Linked DNA regions of Mus musculus: region 1 is linked to region 2. Evidence: chromatin contacts called from public promoter capture Hi-C data. All regions are on one chromosome and are shown on one strand. Each heading gives the region's core, a stretch centred on a gene start, on an enhancer-like site or on the middle of the called end of the contact. The rest is flanking DNA. Distances are from core to core; before and after follow the strand shown. Region 1 holds the start of Hoxc5 (homeobox C5). Region 2 holds the start of Rarg (retinoic acid receptor, gamma).

The links. Promoter capture Hi-C pulls out the DNA fragments that hold promoters and counts their contacts.
Region 1: a promoter capture Hi-C map of embryonic stem cells shows a contact between it and region 2. The contact joins the promoter of Hoxc5 here to the promoter of Rarg in region 2.

Annotation. Positions count from the first base shown.
Region 1 is chr15:103,012,219-103,018,625 of GRCm38.p6, reverse strand. It overlaps Hoxc5 (homeobox C5), which reads right to left and starts at 4,618. Exons shown (of 2, transcript NM_175730.5): 1 at 4,091-4,618; 2 at 1,197-3,398. The coding sequence starts at 4,544. The coding sequence ends at 3,184. Mir615 (microRNA 615) reads right to left here and starts at 3,716; the gene lies at 3,625-3,716. It also overlaps a transcript of Hoxc4 not described here.
Region 2 is chr15:102,253,176-102,260,067 of GRCm38.p6, reverse strand. Rarg (retinoic acid receptor, gamma) reads left to right here and starts at 2,546. Exons shown (of 10, transcript NM_011244.4): 1 at 2,546-2,828; 2 at 3,529-3,598.

The DNA.
Region 1 (6,407 bases), core at 3,369-5,868, 760 kb before region 2:
TTATGTACTTACTTATTTCTCTAAGGACCTGATGCCTTCGAGGTCCTGTTGATATTTTTCTTACTATTTTTTTTCTCCTCTAATTGCTCAGAGTGGGCCGTGTCCCCTCTTCCCACTCCCCGGGGAAGGTAAGTCATGATTTTCCCCTTCTTTCCTGCTGCCAGAGTGGGTGGGTTCTAGGGAAAGAAATAGAGAGGTGGGCTCCTGCTCTACCATCATCTCTTTTGGGACCCAGGAGACCCTTCATTGACTCTTTCAGAGTAATGTTAAGGCCTGGAACTTGTAAGTTGGTTCAGGGGCAGTTTGGTGGGGTAGACCCCAAGCAGAAGCTTCTGGTTAGAGAAAAAGTAAATTTCTAGGCCTCCCCCCGCCCCCAGTGAAGGGGAGGTCTGAGGCCTCTGGCTTTGTGTCTTCTGCCTTGGTTGCCTCTGCTGAACTGCTGCAGCTGTGGCTCAAACCTGAGACAGAAAGGAAGGGAGCTGGAGGCACAGTCCCACCCCCTCAAGCCTGGGCAAGCTGAGACAGTCCTTCAGCTAGCTCCTCCAGGGAATAAGAGGTTCATGCCTGCAAAGGCGGGGGGGGGGGGGGGGGGGAAGATAAAACTCATAGAGTGCTGATGAACTTTGCCAGTCTGGTCTGATCAATATCACCCTTATTCCCTTCCCATCAAGCCCTGGTGTGCCCCCCTGGGGAAGAAGCATGAGTCCCCCTGAAGTCTGGGAGGCTGGAACCAGTGAGTTTGGGCACCATAACCTCTTCCTTATTTAACTGTTACCCATCTGAGCTGCCAGTGCTTCTTCATGCTTCAATGCTCACCCAATAGTTTTACGCAGCATGTAGAAAAAATTAAAATAACTCCCTGAAGAAAACCACACATTTTATTTCTCTCTCTCTCTCTCTCTCTGGCTGTCTCTGAGAGAGAGAGAGAGAGAGAGAGAGAGAGAGAGAGAGAGAGAGAGAGAGAGAGAGAGAGGAGGGTTGGTTGGTTGGGGCTGGGCTGCATGTCTGCAGGGTGCAAGTTGAGGGGAGATTTTAGCAGTGTTCTAACCTTGCCTGAGCACAGAGCAAAGGGAAGGGTGGTAATGGGGTGCAGCTTGACAAACATGTGCTGAGACCTCCTACATGCTAAGCATGGGATGAGGACAGGCTCTTGAGTCTTCTAAAAGTGACAGACACAATTGCTTAGACAGTGGGATGCAGTGAAGTCAGACCTTTAATAAATTCAAAGAGCATAAGCATTAATAATCATAAAAAGGAATCTCCCTGCCCCTCCCCAGAGCCACTCTGTTTCCTTTCTGTCCTAGTGTAGAGCAGCCCTTAGCCCAGTTTCAGATTCCCCACTCCTCCAGTGTGGGGGGCCTAGGCTTGGCTCCAGGAAATCACCCCATTGTGGAAGGCTGGAGAGGAAATGCAGTAAGGTTTTATGGGCCCATTCCGTGCGTTTGTTTCTCCTGTAAAGTACTTCCTCCTTCAACAAGTCCTGGAGCCTGGAGTGGAGCTAAGCAGCGCATCAGCCTAGGCCAGCCCCACCTGAATTAGCTGCATACCCTCTCCTATAGGGCACCCTCCCCCTGTATACAAAATCTCAGAGATATGATAGATGACAGCAAACAGGCATGGCTCCCACACTGATCTATACAGCTCTTATTCCAGTTAACTGTCCTTCATTGGCTTAGACCCTAGAAGACAGGGAGCAGTCTGTATGTTTTCTCTAAGGCAGGCACACACTGCAGGTTGCATTCACTGTCTCCTTAGTCCCCCTTGCCCCATCCCATATCTTAGAAGGCTGAAGAACATCTCAAACCGTGGCCATTTCTCCTTCCCCAACACCTCTTTACCAAGCAGCACCTACTATTGCTGCGAATCCTTCTGGCATCTAGACAGAGGACTCAACCTTTCTTCTATGTCAGAAAGGACCTACAAGGATGACCTAGACCCAGAAGAGCCTGAATCTAAGTCAGTGGAGCCACAGAGCTACTATTCTCTGGCATAAAGTACAGACTACAGTCTAGAAGCTTCAAGTCTCAAGTTGTTTTAGCCAACGTTGAGAATAGGATATAGAAAAGTCTGGGTAACTTAGACACACACAGCAAGTGGAAACAACAGTACAGGAGTCCTCAAGTGTACTCCCCTTCACCCCAGAGGCCCTTCTTGGAACCATGAATCAAGAAAAGAACTCAGTTCCATTGTTCCCTATTCTTGCTGCTCCTAAAGGTGTTTAAAAATATTTTTTAAGGGATGGTTTAAAGACTGGGCCTCCCAATACATCTCAGAGCCTATTTAGACACATCAATTCAATGCATGCCCTAAACAGACAGAAGTAATTGAATCTTTAGTCCTGTTCTTTTTCTGGCTTTATTTGATATGACAAAATATAGTTTCAGGAAGGGCTTGGAGTCAATAAATAGTTGGGCAACTGCAATGGGGCAGGAAGGTGAGAAAGTCATGGCAAGATATATAGGATAGCAAAAAGCCTCAAAGAACAACTTGCTAGGGTCCAAAGACAAGAGACCCCAATAGTTGAGCTAGCTAGCAGGCTGGAACTGTGAACCTGAGAGTGCATGCAGCAAGCCAGGCTAGGGAAGTTCCCGGGCTTTGGGAAGGGGATTGGAAGGTATAGAGAGCATAGGACAACCTCCGGGGTTACAGGCCCACTTTCACTTATCTCCCTCTTTCATATGCAAATAATTAATGAGCAAAGACAGTTTAGAAGTTACAAAGGTTAGTTGAAAGCACCCCGATTCTAGCTAGTCATAGCCTCTGCCTGGCACAACCAGCCTTCAGCAGGCTGGTCAGCCTAGGCAGGAACAAAGAAGAGGGTGAGGCGGAGGTCGGGGAGAAGGGGTTACAGTCAGTCTGTCTCACCTTAACTCAGGCTAGCTGAACTAGGGCTCGGAGCCGAGAGAGGCAGCCCAGGCTGAGACTTATCCAGTACCCGCCCTACAAGAATGTGCCCCGGGCCTGGGGTGCTCAGCTGAGCTGAGGCAAGACAGGCAGTGCAGGCGGTCCTGCGGAACCCTGGGTCGATGGGGATTCGGAATGCCAAAGAAATGCGCTTTTGTCTGGGAGGCCCGGAGCCAGTGCTCTAGCCTCCGCCTCAAAATCTAGAAGGAGGAAAACCGAAAAGGAAGGGCGCAGGGACCACAGCAGACCGGGGTGCTCTCTGAGGGCTCCCTGCTTCCTCTAAAGAGCTTCTTTGCTCTTCATTTTGGAATCTTTCTTCCACTTCATCCTGCGGTTCTGGAACCAGATCTTGATCTGTCTCTCGTTGAGACACAAGTTGTTGGCAATCTCTATGCGCCTGCGGCGAGTGAGGTAGCGGTTAAAATGGAATTCTTTCTCGAGTTCCAGGGTCTGGTAGCGCGTGTAACTGGTTCGGGACCGCTTGCCATCCGTCTCTGGAACATAAATTCCCCCAAACCAGGGAGGGATGAATAGCGTGCAGCACTCCAACGTCCCACCCTAGTCCCAGGCCCCACCCGTGGTCGGAGGGAGTAGAGGTGAGCGCGGTGGGACAGGCCAGAAGGGCCGCAGGCGGGCAGGCCCGGTCCCGGGAGAAGCGCCTCCGCCTGGGCAGGAAACTTTCCACCGCCGCCTTCACTCTGCGGCCGGAGGGGCTGAGGGGGGATGGGGGGAAGAGGGAGACCCAGGCTCGGACCGAACAATAAGCACCCTCGAGATCCGAGCACCGGGGACCCCCCTCCCGCCCCTCCCGAGTCGCTGGAATCCTCCGGAGCCGCGAGCACTGGCCGAGCCGGCTCCGCAGGGGAGGGAGGGAGGGAGCCGCGGGGGGATCCCCACTCTGGAGCCCCATGCTCCTCACCCTTCAGATCCCTCTATTTTTTTAACTCCCTCCCTCTCCCCCCAAAATTGAATATTGCCTTTTATACACGTTTTGTTCCTATGATCCAATTATGTCGTCGTAAATTTGGGCGCACACAGCCTCTAAGCCTTTTAGTGGACAGTTTTACGAGCCATTGATGCCTGGATCGTAAAATTTATGGCCGCAGGTTTTTTTTCTTTATTTGCCCCGCATGGCCTATAAAACCCAGGCGGACCCGAGCGCGCAAAATGAAGTCCTAAAGTTTACCGTGGCTCATGTGCAGTTTGGTCATCCACGGGTAAATCTGTGGCGGGGCCGGTGGCTGGCTCAGTCCGGCAGGCTGCCCTGTCTGCGCCTGCTCCTCTTTGATCTCCCCACTGCTCTTAGCTCGCTCCTCCAGCGCCGGGCGAGCCGCCTTCTGACTGTACATCCCAGGGTTCAGAGGAGCCGCTTCGTCTCTGCCCAGAGCGTGTCCCGGAGCGGCCGCGGCGCTGCAGGCGGGGCGGTCGGGGTGAGCCCGGGGGTTGGCAGCCATGTCTACCCCGTGGAGAGAGTTGGAAGGCGCAGGCGGTGGGAAAGTGATGCTTAAGTCCAATCCGCCGTAGCAGTACCTGGATGCCTGCACCTCTGAGGCCGATCCATAGTTCCCACAAGTTTGCATGTTATAGGCAGGGATATTGGGGCTCTGCTTATAGAATGAATTGGCTACGTAGGAGCTCATGGCGGGGAGGGCCCAAAAAAAATTTCTGCACCCTTTTTGATTAAGGGTGATTTGTGACTCTTTGAAGTTGAGGGGGTTTTTGTTCTCCAAAGTGCACAATTTATAGGTGGAGATATCTCTTTCTTTATCCTATGCGCTCTTCCCAAATAAGGGAGCCTTAAATAGAGTCACGTGACTGGAGCGGCCACTCATAAATTTGGCTTGATGACCTCCGGGAGGTTAGTGATGGAAGCCGGCGAAACGCATCTTGATATGTTGGCAAAGCCCGGGGGTTGGGGGGGGGGGGATGAAAGAGAAAGAGAAGCAAGGGGGAGGAAAAAAAAATGGTTCTTGGAATTGGGGGGTAGTCGGGACAACGAGCTCACAGCGACACCTGGTGCCGACTCGGAGGAATTTCATCTTGTAGCATCGCTTGGCCTTCTAGCAGTCAGTTTGTGGAGAAGTTGTTGCTTGTTGGACAAACTAACCCATTGAGCTTGTCTTTAAAATTCTGCTTAAAATTGAGAAAGGATGAGGCCTTATTTATGAATTACACCGGTGGTTTTTGAAACGAATAGTGCCAGTTCCCTACCTCCAGAGCCTTCCAAACTTCAATGATGACTGAGAAAGAGAGTTGGGGTAGCTAAAGCCCAGCGTGGAGAGCCAGGAGGACATATCTTGGGTTACCTAAACTAAAGGTCAAGGTCTCTTGCTTGGGAGGATTGAACTCAGTTTTGATAAAGAGAAGCTTGTCTTGTATGCTTGGAAAAATTAACCTCTGGGAGGTAGGCAGGATACCCAAGAGGAGAGAGGGTTCCTGAATGAGCAGAAGCAGCAGACAGGTCCTGAGGCTGAGAGTCCTAGGTACTCTCTGGGATGTGACTGGAGGTGAGGGGCCAGGTGAACTTGGGTAGACTTCACAATGTTAGGAACCCTAACATGTTGCAAGAGGCAACATTCCTATGCATGTAACTAGACACAATGAACTGGAGGGCCCTTCTACAGCTCTGTGTGGTCTTCATGTGGTACCATGAGAATGCCAGATATTTCAGATGACCCCCAAGAGCATAGAGGGGCAAGATTGAAACCTCCACAAATATTATGAGCAAGGCAGAGATAAAAGTCTGCTTTTGTTCTTTTAGAGGTAAGCTCTTAGCCCAGGTTTCAAGATAGAAGGCTCATGGGGAGGTGGGTGGGCAGGCAGGGAGTCGGGCAACCCAGACACAGTCTTTGGCCAGGGTTTCTTCAACCTTTGGGTCCTATCCCCTTTCTTAGTCCCAGACCCTACTCTTTACTGCCCACATTTCCTCAGGAACTGAGGAACTCTCAGTCTCTGCCAGAACTCTCCCCCCAACCCCCGCTGGCCGAGGATCTGGAGGAGGGGGGCGGTGGCAGGGACCTGGAGAGTCTGGAAAACTCAGACCGATTTTTCCCCCTCCGGGAGACCTCCCACCCACACTTCTTCCCCTAGGCCCACTCAGGTTTCTATGCTGAGCCTTGGGGAAAGAAGGCTGGATCTGAAAAAGGGTTAGGGTCCTACTGTGCCCCTCATGCGCCAGGTTTGAGGAGAGAAGAGGCAGGAACCAGATAGGCTGGGCTGTAAGGAAGAAGGACTTTTGTCTGGCGGGTCAGGAGTCTCAGAACAGGCCAGAACTCAGTTTCCAGTCTTTCTCTTTCCAGTCGTCCTTGGATCGCTCAGTCTCTGCGGACGGACTCCTGAGGTCCTTGGATTGCCAGGGAGCCTCAGCCAGGTTTCACAACAGCCGGCCTGGCGGGCTGGAGGCATGCTTGCTAGTTCTCCTTCTCCCCATTCTGCTGGCAGTGGGTGGGAGCGACCCTAGTGCTCGGATCAGGCTCCTTTTCTTGCATTTTGGGCTCAGGGCT
Region 2 (6,892 bases), core at 1,297-3,796:
CAGGTCCTACTGCTGAGCCCTCTCTCTTGCTCCAAGGCGATGGGGTGGGAAGGGATTTCAATGCACACTGGATTTGCTTTTTTTTTTTTTGACTACTATCGAGGTTGAACATATTTTCCAGTGTTTCTCGGCCATTTGTATTTGTCTTTTGAGACTAGCCTGTTCATTTCATCAGCCTGTTCACTGTTGAGTTCTTTCTCTAGCTATTCCTCTTGTTAGACACATGGCTGGCAAAGGCTCTCCTGCTGCTCTGTGGCTGTCTCCCCACTTGGTTGATTACCAGTCTCCTTTGCTGTATAGAAGCTCTCTGCTTTCATGAGGGCCCTCATGCTACAGCCTGCTGAGTAGCTGGGATTAAGGCCCCTGCCACCAGGCCCTGTCTGTTGTGGCTAATTGATTCTGTGTACAACTCCAGTGACTGGGTTTGGTGAGGGGGCAGAGACAATTACTGGATGAGAGGGGTTGGCAAGTATTCTTGGACAGCATCACCTCTCCCCCCCCAACACTTCCCCCTCCAGTCATAGGAACGAGGAAGTTTCGAGGAAGTAGTTATAGTAACCAGGATGGATAATAAATGAACAAACCCACCCACCACAGAGACAGAGACATATGGACAGATCAAGACAAAGGGAACAGGAAAACAATGGGATTTTAAACTTATTGTCCTCTTGGATGCTCTCCCATATTTGTCCCCCCTCTCATCCCACTAACTGTTCCATCCCTATCTGCTACCCCAAGCTGCAGTCTCAGGGTTCCGATGCTTGGTCTCTGGGTCAAGTCCCTGAAGGGAAGAACCAGTGCAGAGAGCTGAGCAGGGTGGTGCCTGGGTCTGTGTCCCAGTGCCTGGGCAGGAAGGGAATGGTGCCCAAGCCTGGTTCATGAGGACAGGAGACTCATTCACTGTAAACCAACTACAGATGTGCCGGGGTGGGGTGGGGAGGGGGATTAGGGCCACATTCCCAAACCGCAGCTGGGCCCGCCCCTCCTTCCGCCAGCCACCACCAGGGCAGGGCAGGAGGGGTTAATTTTGCAGCCTCCTGGCAGGATCCCTGCCACACAGGCAGCTCACTATCCCACCCCAGCCTGAATGCCAGGGTCCAACTCCCGGACACACACCCCTCCCACACTGCTAAGAGCTGCTCCCAGGGTAACCGGCAAAGTCAACAGCAGTCAGGCCACCTGGGGACGGGACCCTGGAGTACCTATTCCCAGCCCTGGAGCGAAAGGCAGAGTTTCGTCTGTGCTCCCCCCCTTCCTCCCCCACAACGTCTCTGGTCTCTTGGGATTGCCACAGCAAGCCTCTCTTTCCCCTTCTCCTTTAGCTGATAATGGCTACCCAGAAAAGCCTTTCCCAGGAGGGGGATGCCTGGCCCCTAGGGTGACAGCAAGACCAGAGCTGAGTAATTCCAAAGTGGAAAATGTGATGTGATTCAGGGGCCCATTCCCCAGGTGCTGGCCACTCTGGGAGCGTTGCTGAGGATGGTCCTTTGGGCTAGTGCCTGGCCCAGCCCGTCCAATGAGCTTTCTCCTCTTCTGGAGTCGTGACCATCCCTGTGAGAGTGCATAGGACTTCACTTTTCTCTGGCTCTGTGCTCTGTGGTATAAAGTCAAACTATTGGCTTCCCTCTCTAGGTTCGAGAGCCTTTCAGCCTCGGTTTGTTTGGAGACAGAGAATATCCCTATTAGACACAGACTTTGGGCTTCTAGAGACCCAGCGTCAACAACATTCGTGGCGCATCTACCAGGCAGCCAGGCAGGCCTCGCTGGCTGAGCCAGACACACACCCTCGCCTGGGCTTTCTCCCTCACACCCAGCGCAAGGCTCCTCCCATCCCCCCTCCTCCCTAAAGTTCTTTCAGCCCTCCTCCCAGCCAGCCTCTCCCCCTCTAAATCCAAGTCTAAAGGTGGGGACGATATTGGCAGCGAGAGACCCACGCGCTTTAACTCCTGGAGTCAACTTCAGGCAGAATGAGAGGGAGGAAGCCTGTGAACCCAATTCGTAGCACCTTCATCGTAACCCCCACTAGTTAAACCAGTTTGCTCCTAGGCCATAGGACAGAGAAGGCCAGAGGAAGGGATACTGCTTTGACCTGCAGGTGGAGGTTAACTAAGAAAAGGGGACAGTGCCTTCTCCTCTGGTATACTCCTGCCCCATCACTCCACGTCTTGGCAGTGTCCAAGTCTCTCACTGCCTACCCTGGGAGGTACCAGAGACCGGCCTGGCAGAATACAGCGTGGCTAAAGACAACTCAGTCTCCCCAAATGGCTGGAAGGGGGATAGCGCCAGAGAGAAAGGGTTGGCATCATGGAGCCCAGGACACTGACCTCTGCCAGCTCTGCCCGGCCTCCCGGGGATGGAGCCACGGAAGCCTAGCAAATGGGAGGGGCAGAGACCCAGGCGTCCTGGGCCGCCCCGCCCAGTCCTCCCCCCCCCCAGCCACCACCCCCCCCAGCCCCAGGGCACCGAGGAGGGAGCCGGGCAGGGGCAGGCGGCAGGGGAGGGAGGAGCGAGGGCGGGAGGAGGAGGAGGGAGCCAGGCAGGGAGGGAGGTGGGGGGGGTAGGGAGGGAGAAAAAGAAAGAAAATATTTTCCGTGTCCCCGCCTGCGGAGTCAGTGTGCGGTTTGGGAGAAAATGTGTCGGATATTTTGGGGCGGTCACGTGGGCGGGCGGGCTCCGAGAGGCCCCGGGATTGTCCCAGCCTAGAGCCGTGCCCCCCTGAAGCCCCCCATTACCGCGAGTCACTAACACCGCGGTGCTCCATCCCCGAGACCGCCCGACGCCGGGACCTCGGGGCTCTGCGGCCTTCCTTCCCCCGCCCTCCCCTCCAGGTGAGTCAGGCGGGGAAGCCGGCTCGCCCGCCTGGCCGCCCTCCGGCCGCGGACGCCGGGGCTCCTCTGCTGAAATGAGCCAGGGGCGGGGGCGTCGGGAGCCTTGGGGTCCTTTCCCTCCGGGGGTGGCCAAGCTGTTAGCCGAGCTTATGCGGAGGCTTCCTGCCCCAAGTTGGGGTCAGTCGTGACCCGGGAAGAGAAAGGGGAGATTTTTTTTTAGACAGACTGAGGATGGGCCGGGTTGTCTGCCCTTGATTTTGGTGAGTATTGAAGGAGAGCATTTAGGAAAGTCTTGGGCAAGCGAACCAATGTTCCTGTACTCGGAATGTCAGAGAAGACGGGTTTTCCTCCTCTGGGAAAGGATGGCATTCTTCCACCGGAGTGGGGCGGGGGCATACTGAAGGGTGGATCTGATGGTCCAAGTACCCTTTCTCCAGTGGATTGGCAGGGCTCTGTATGGGGACTAGGAAAGCTCTAGCAAGTGTCTAGGTGGGTAAAGTGGTCTGTGGAGTTTGGACTGCAGAACCTGGATTCTCTCTGATCTATCCCTTACTGCACAAGTGAGCCAATGAAGGGGAGCTCTTTTAGAATATTCTCAAGGGGAGGCCCCAGTGGAACAAAGCTAGAGTTATAACGCCCGGACAGGTTCAGGAGAGCCCCTGTCCTGGAGTGCCACTGACAGCGCCTCTTTCCTTTCCAGCAGTTTCCACCAGGTCCCTCACCTCAGCCTGGCCCAGTATGTAGGAGGGACTCTCTGCAGAGGCCAGAGGGTAAGAATATGCTTAGTTGGTGGTCATGGGGATGGGGCAGCAGGGATGTCTGTCTCGGGGAGGGAACTCAAGGACAAAATGCTCAAATAATTCCCTCTTGTAGGGCTTAAACCCGGGGCAGTTGGGATCCTACTCCTCAAATTTGAGGCTTCTGCCCTTATGGTTATTCTTCGGGTACTGAGTTAGGGTTTGAGGACCACAGCCATTGTCAGTAAGGATACTTAGAGGGGGTCAAGGGGAGTGTGTGTCCAGGGTGCTCGGAGCTTGGTTATCCCAACACACACACACACACACACACACACACACACACACACACACACACACAGTGGCTTAGAACTGGTAGGCAGCATAGGACACGCCCCCCCAACCCCGGGGCACACCCCCACCTCTGGCTCAGAAAGCCACCTAACTGGCACCTCCAGTTCCCCCCTCGGCCCCACCCTGCCCGTGCCCTCTGATGCCCACACACATTCCACTGGCATTGCCTGCCTGCCTCCTGGGTACTGCCCCTCCCTGGGGCCAGTGGGGTAGAGGGAGGGCACCTGAGGATTCAAGGTGGAGAATCAAGGGTCTAGACTCCCCCAACAACGGCACGGAGCCAGGGAAGCTGGGTCCACTGCTGTCTCCTGGAGAACAGGCTTGGGGCTCAGGATAGGGCAGAGGATGCCTGGGTTCTCCTCCCATTCTGGAGATGGGGTCATGGAAAAAGGTGGTCGTGTTTATACAGAGGGGAGGGGGGCAGCGGGTGGAGAGCAACTGACAAGAGCGGCTTTGTTCCAGGCTCTGGAGCGGGCAGGGCAGCAGGGAGACGCCCCCCTTCCATCCGGCAGCCCCCTTCATCCATGCCCTCCCCTCAACTCCACCTCATCTCTAAGAGAAGCTTTGTAAGAACCCTTTCCCCAAGTCAGTTGCCCGCCTTCTAAGCCGCACCATCTGAAGTGGCATCTTGGGAAGAGGGGAGCGTTCTCCTTCTTCTGCAGGTCCCACAAAGAACCTAGACAGTTAAGGCCTCATTTAGGATTTCCTTTGACTCCCGCACTGTTGTCTTACTCTCTTCTACCTGGAACTGAAGTGCGCCCCCTTCCCAGAGAGACCAGACTTAGGAGACAGGAATCTGTTATCTTCTTCACCTCTAAGTCTCCCCTCCCAGGTAGTTGAGGAGGAAGGCCAGGGAGAGTTGTCCTTTGCTTACAATGTCCTTGGTGAGGACCAGGAGCCTGAACACCCCTTCCCCTCCACCTCCTGTTGAAGTTCTGCCCTACCCTAGAGGTCTGGTTCCCATCTGTAGGTAAGATGCCAAGACAGGGATGGCTGGAATAGAGAGCCTATTTCCAGTCTAAACAGAATCTGGGAAAGATTGGGGGGGGGGTGCTCTACCAGTTTATCATTCTTGGCATTGGAGGGGTTAATCCACCTGGAATGTAGCCCAGCCTGTTGAGCTATGGCCCAGGGGCCTAGGGGGCCCTGGACTCCTGGATCCACCTGGGTTTGACTTGGGATGAGGACCTCATGGACCAAGAGAAGGATCCTGGAGGCTATGAGTTAATACTGTAGGACTCTGGGGACATCGGGGTAAAGAGCTAGAGGGTCCTGGGCCTGTTGGTGGCATCTAGTGAGAGTCAGAGTCTCCTTTACGGTTTATTCCTAAGAGTGTGGAGGTTGAGAGAGATAAGAGAAAAGAAAGAGGGGGGGCAGGAAAGGCAGAGGTACAAAGACAAGGGAGAAGACGCTGATCCTAGACAGTTTCTTTTTTTTTTAAATTAGGTATTTTCTTCATTTACATTTCCAGTGCTATCCCAAAAGTACCCCCATATCCTCCCCCCCCCCACTCCCCTACCCATCCACTCCCACTTCTTGGCCCTGGCGTTCCCCTGTACTGAGGCATATAAGGTTTGCACAACTAATGGGCCTCTCTTTCCACTGTAGGCCACCTTCTGCTACATATGCAGCTAGAGACACGAGCTCCGGGGCGGGTGGGTACTGGTTAGTTCATATTGTTGTTCCACCTATAGGGTTGCAGATCCCTGTAGCTCCTTGGGTACTTTCTCTAGCTCCCCTAGACAGTTTCTAACTGGGTGGAATGCCCACCTGGGCGCCCACTGTGGTCCTCTGTCCACTTTTAATCGGTCTCCTATGGAGCAGAGCTGCACCCCAGCCCATTAAGCTTCACAGTTGGTAGGTGGTTCAGGAGATCTATGGAGGATCTTTCCCTTGGCCACCGCATGATGGTGTGCGGGACCTAGATTCCCCTTTCCTAGATCAGGGGTCAGGGAAGCTACATTTGAGGGAGGAAAGAATATAGGGAGAGTTTTTAGGAATTCAGAGAGAGGAGGAGGAGGAGCAATGTAGACTGAGGACAAGGAGGGGGTCTCTTCTGGTTCTCTCCTAGTAGGGCTCCACCTGCCCAAAGAGCATAGGCAGTGTAGGCTGACTGTGGGATGGTTGGTGACAGAGGGAGAGTTGGGAAGGGAAACGAGAAGTACCAAGGAAGACAGAGGAAGCAATTGATAATTAAAAGGCACTCGGGAAGTACCAAGTACGAGATTTTGACATAGCATTTAACATGTGCCCTACTTTATCTTTTTTGTTGTTGTTGTTTTGTTTTTTGTTTTTCGAGACAGGGTTTCTCTGTGTAGCCCTGGCTGTCCTGGAACTCACTTTGTACACCAGACTGTCCTGCCTGCCTCTGCCTCTCAAGTGCTGGGATTAAAGGCGTGCGCCACCACGCCCGGCTTCGGCTACTTTATCTTAAACACTCAGTGCATGTTGAATTAGTGAATCCTCCAAACAACCTTACCAACTGGTGGGTCCTGTTATCCTCAAGTGGTAGATGGCACAGGGAGATTAAATAATTCCTCTCAAGTCCCCCAGCCAGCAAGTGGGGGGCGTCAGTGCAGTTCAGGGAGTCTGCATGTGACTGTACTCTCCAAAGCCGTGTAAGACTCAGAAGTGGAGATATATGCTTGCTACCACCACAGTAGTAAGAGTTTGAATTAGGTGGGGCGGTGGTGGTGCACACCTTTAATCCCAGCACTTGAGAGGCAGAGACAGGCGGATTTCTGTGTTGGAGGCCAGCCAGTTCTACAAAGTGAGTTCCAGGACAGCTAGGGCTATACAGAGAAACCCTGTCTGGAAAAACAAAACAAAAACAAACAAACAAAAAGGAGTTTGAATTAGTTTATTTTTTAAATATGCTTAATTTTTATTTATTCTTTTTTTCTCTCTTCTTCCTTCTTTTCTTTCTTTTTTCTTTTTCTTTTGGCAAGGTCTTACTGTGTAGATCTAGCTGACCTC